Regions from separate parts of the Gossypium hirsutum genome. Here region 2 is linked to region 1. A link is a contact called in public Hi-C data. All regions are on one chromosome and are shown on one strand. Each heading gives the region's core, a stretch centred on a gene start, on an enhancer-like site or on the middle of the called end of the contact. The rest is flanking DNA. Distances are from core to core; before and after follow the strand shown. Region 1 holds the start of LOC107962456. Region 2 holds the start of LOC121230361.

Region 1 (2,668 bases), core at 97-2,596:
TACCAAATGGGCCTGATATTTGGTTGGGTCAGCTCGAGACCTCTACCTGGTAGAGGACTAAACTTCTTTAGCTAAATGGGTAAATTTTGTTTTTGGTCCTCTTACTCTCATTGGCTAGGGTAGGCCATATATCCTTCCCAGAAACGAACATTATTGACCAAAACCTAATAATCCAAAGTTCTATTTCCATTATGTTCTCCCAAGTTAATTTCTTATATGCCATGCAATGCTTTATATATATACAAGATTATGGCACTCAAGGACTTAAAAAAATGTAACAAATACATTTATAGAAAAATAATTTAAAGATCATCATATTAGAGTAACAGATTTAGGGGTGTTTAAATTTCGGTTAAAATCAAAATAATCGATCGAATCGATCTAATTCAATTAATCGGTTAGCTAATCTAATTCGATCAGAGATTGGTTAATAATTTTTTAAAAGTTTAGTTATTAGTTTATTTAGCTCGAAAGTGAGTAATTAACCAAATTAATCAAACTTAATAATTAATATCATATATTATATGTATTAGGCTTAGTCCACTGCCCACCTAAGCCCCAACCACTGGCTCACCCCAGCACTTTTAAGTCCTACCCAATATAAACCTAATCTAGTATAATTTATAAACCCAACCCAATTTAAAGTATTGGGATTGAATCCGCAACTTTCATAAAATACAAGAACTAATAGAGATATTTTGCCGATTATTTTAACCTGAAAGTTTTACCATATCCCTTAGCCTTAGTCCCCTTCCCCTTAAGTGCTGCTCACTACCGTCAGTTAGATATGAGGTACAACATTGTGTTTTTCACTTCTCTGTCTTCTGCAAACTCTGCAACTTCAGTTCCCTCACCCATCCGTTTACTCATTCGCTTCTGAGGTACAATAAGACTTGGTTTAAGAGCAAAGGGAGGGTGTTGAAAGCTTTGAAAGGCTTAGGTTTTGAAGGTCCCAATTAATACTAAAGGTGAAACCTTTGAAAAGATAAATGCTAGAATACAAATTATGATAAATTGTTATAGACAAATATGGGAAACAACTCTTGTTGCACTGCCAACAAGATAGTCCCAATTTTCAATGAAAAGGTAATTAAAGGTATAAAAATGCTACAACCCATATTTCATTTGGCAATTAAAGCTTTTGTGATCTAAATCATGTAAAAGGTGTTCCCTTAAGTCCATAATCAAATAATTAATTATAAAAATATAAATTTCATTATATTAAATAAAGCTTATTTAAATATTTTTTATATTCTAATATTTATGTAAATAATTTAAAATCAAACTTGAATTATAATTATTGATTTTAGATATATGTTAAATCGAGATTGAAAAACACAATAGGATATTAAAATTACAACTATCAATCTTTTTTGTCAATCACTACTCAACCCAAACCCTAAAACTAAAATCAATTTTGGATCTGGAAAGGCGAAGCTGAGGGTGAACCATGAGCGGCGATACTAGTGATTCCTCCAGTTACTTTGGTGGGCAAGAGCCAGATGAACTGATCAGGTCCCTCGTCGAGAAATGGCTGGGTACCGATGGTGAAATGACACTCGGTTGCACTTTTTTGGATCTGGAAAGCAATGATGTCTTTATTAGGGCGATGCCACCTGATGCTCCTGTATCTTCCACTGCCGTTGCTTGTGGCAACCACGTTTACGTTATTGGGGGAATACACAAAAATGATGCTACTATTTTTTGTTATGATGATGTAAACGATGTTTTCCAATTAGATTTGAAGGACCTTGAACGTGGGTGGAGAAAAACTACTTCTATGTTGTTCCTTCGGTCTTTTCCCCTGGTTCTTACTACTGAAGGAAAGATTTACGTCTTCGAACGTATAGGTTCTGAATCTTTTGGCGAGGTTTACGATATAAGTGGGGATATTTGGGAACCATTGTCGCCCCCTCCGGAGGGTATCGGTCTATGTGATCCTGTTCTAGATTCTTCTCGATCTCGGATTTTGGTACACTGCAATGCCAATGATACTCTTTACGCTTATTACTTTGATCGTAAATCATGGGTTTGCCTCAAACAAAAATTTTGTTACTGGTCTGAATCAGCGACAATCGTGGACGATGTGCTGTATACTGTCATTTATAATTATTCTGGTAAGTTCCGTTCTTTGGAGGCGTATAATTTGCTTGATAAGAAACATTTGACCGTCAAATGGTCATCAGAATTTTCAGGTGGATCCAACAATGAATGGCACTCTGTATCGTTTGGGCAATGGCAAGTGTATTTTGGGTTGGGTCAACCATAAACATATGAGTTTTGAGTATATAAGATTAAATATTTGGTACAACGAGCAGGGAGGGATTCATGCAGCTGCAGAGCATCAATCTGCCATCACTGTTCCATATCCCAAAGATGTTCATGATATAATGTTGTTCTGAATGAAGGTTAGAGCCCCCTTCATATCACTACTACATCGTAATTATTCATTTGCCAATGCTGCTTGCCATTACATTTGGTTTGCTCTAAATGAAGTTTAGTGCCCCCTTCACATCACTACCACATCTTAATTATTCCCATCCTTGTAAATTGACGGATTTTTCGTTTGCCAATACTGCTTGTCATTGCATTTTGTTTGCTCTTGTTGTCACTAAGAAGTTGATAGTGAGCCTGGAACTTCCTGTATAAAACTTGAGTAATTGTGAGT
Region 2 (2,668 bases), core at 69-2,568, 130 kb after region 1:
CGGTAATCCTACGTGACAGCCAACTAGATTTTAGGTGCCAACTTGGATTTGTAAATGGGATGAAAATAGGTTTTTAATTAAAAAAATTATTTAATTAAAATTTTTAAACCTAAACTTTAATTAAAAAAACTGTTCATCTCCTCTGAACCAAAACTTACCCAAGACCAGCAAAAAAAAAGATTGCAAGGTAATTCAACACAAAATCAGCAGTAAGAAAGAATAATCTGGAATACCCACAAAGAGATTGTGAACATACAAGTTGATTCAGATCAGAAAAAATTTGATTGAGAAACCAATTATTCAAGAACTGTGAAAGAACTAGAAAATATAATGATTAGAAACAAGAACAGTGAAAGTAACAACACTTTTCTAAAAAATTTACAATTAGCTTGAATGAAACAGGTTCATGAAAACATGTTTTTGGTTGCATTTTATGGGATGTCTATCGACCCAAAATAAAATACATATTCACAAACAATTTCAAAAAGTAGAAGAAAATATCAAGAATTTTAATTTAGGGTTTTCATTAAACAATAAAAAATCAAAACTTTTGTTTTTCAGTATTGAATAAAAGAGATAGAGGAATGCAAAGAAGACGTACCTGAACCCTCTATTGAATCCATCTTTATGAAACAGTCAATTTGATTTCAACTATTTTGATCTTAATAATAGTTTTTTCCAGTCAAATGAAAAAAAACATTGAAAAAAAGAAGAGACGAAGAAAAATAAAGAGGAGATGAAAAGTTTTTTTAGTTAAGGTTAAGGTTTAAAATTTTTAATTAATTAAAAAATTTTAATTAAAAATTTATTTTCATCCCATTTAGAAATTCAAGTTGGCACCTAAAATCTAGTTGGACTACCACGTAAGATTATCGTTAGAGAGATAATGGAATTTAACGGTAGAGTGATCACTTCGTAATAAAAAGATAACATAAGTGACTAAAACGTAACATTTCAAACATAAGTGATTAAAATGTAACCTGAAGCAAACAAAAGTGACTATTTTAATAGATTACCCAAAAACAAATGCTTGGTGGTAGGCAATTTCCAAGGCCTACTAAATCAGATTTGGTGGCTAAATTAGCACAATTGGTTCTTTCCACTATGCCTTTAATGATTAGGTGTTGTGATTTACCACGAAATTAGATAATAATAAAAAAGGACCCCAGTCAACTGCCTGCGCATTAATTAGACCCAATTTATCTTTCTTTATTAGATTAGTAACTAATGGGCTTAATTTGGAGAGATGAGGCCGAGGTGGTCATCTAGAGTTATTCGAGCAATCATATTGATTCATTAGTAAAGGTGGACAACAGGACCAATATTCGGTTTACGGGTTTTTACGGCCATGCAGATTCAAACTTTAGAGACCAATCATGGGAAATTCTCAAGAGAATTGGAAGAGCAGTCAAAGAAGAATGGATAGTTGGGGGAGACTTTAATACCATTTTGGATGATGCGGAGGAGGAGGGAGAGAAAAGGAAGCCGAGAGCACAAATGGAGGCCTTCAAAGAAGTGTTAGAGGAGCTAACATTAGTCGATATCAAACCCACGAGGGGTTGGTTCACATGGATTAATAATAGGGACGGTAATGCTTTAGTAAAAGAGCGTCTAGATCGACTTGTGATGTCGTCTAATTCTGCTTCTATTTTCCCGTTTATAGATGCTGTTGTAGTCAGACAGACTAAATCGGATCATGACACGGTGCTGCTGGACACGTTAGGGAAAAAGCCTAAAGAGAAACGCAGAGATCCTAGGCTTGCCTTTCGTTACAACGTGTGTTGGGCAAAGGATAAAAGAGAAAAGGAGATCATAAAGAATAAGTGGTGTAGAAAGGACGAAAATACTCTAGAAAAAATCGATGGAATGCATGAGATTTTGGGGCCTTGGCAATTTAAAAAGTATAATAAAATGAAAGCTCAGATTAGTGTGTTGGCTGAGCATATTGATAGAATCATCGACGGGCCCACCACTTTATTTGATATGAACAACCGTAGGGAAGCGCGCATCAAGTTAGGCAACCTTTACTCTGAGGAGGAAAGCTACTGGGCACAAAGGTCCAGAATCAAATGGTTGAGGGAAGGGGATAGGAACACTAAGTTCTTCCATGTAAGAGCCACTAGCAGACACAAGAAAAATAATATTGAGAGACTTCAAGACCATGGTGAACGGTGGGTGTATGACACCGAAGGTATTTTTCAGATCGCTGGAGATTATTTCCAAAATCTGTTTACATCGAGCATAGATTATAATGACGAGGTGGAAATGAACTATATCTCTATGTGTGTTGACCAAGGTATTAATAATATGCTCGTGAAGGATTTCACGGATGAGGAGATTTTAGCTGCTTTCAACCGGATGGATCCTCGCAAGGCACCAGGTATTGACGGCCTCTCGGGTGTTTTCTTTCGAGAAAACTGGAAGGTCGTGGGTAAGGATATCCTAAACTTTTGCCATGATTTTTTAAAAGGCTGAAAAGATTTTGCTTGTATAAATGAAACGATAATTGTTCTCATCCCAAAAATTAAAGAACCAACTACTATGTCTAATTTTCGACCTATCAGCTTATGCAGAGTTATTTACAAAATTATTGGGAAAACTTTGGAGTATCGGCAGAAGAAGGTTCTGCCATCTTGCATAAGCCAGAATCAAAGCATGAACTAGTACA

What was found. A called contact is a pair of places that touch in the nucleus more often than the background predicts.
Region 2: a contact with region 1 is called in a Hi-C map of hypocotyl, with 1.5 times the contacts expected there. The contact joins the promoter of LOC121230361 here to the promoter of LOC107962456 in region 1. A contact is called at or near these places in 6 of 34 Hi-C or Micro-C datasets (anther, callus, hypocotyl and 1 more).

What each region holds. Positions count from the first base shown.
Region 1 is chrA06:5,830,850-5,833,517 of Gossypium_hirsutum_v2.1, forward strand. It overlaps LOC107962456, which reads left to right and starts at 1,347. Exons shown (of 2, transcript XR_001701623.2): 1 at 1,347-2,408.
Region 2 is chrA06:5,959,944-5,962,611 of Gossypium_hirsutum_v2.1, forward strand. It overlaps LOC121230361, which reads left to right and starts at 1,319. Exons shown (of 4, transcript XM_041114980.1): 1 at 1,319-2,191; 2 at 2,297-2,431; 3 at 2,574-2,668. The coding sequence starts at 1,498. The coding sequence ends at 2,641.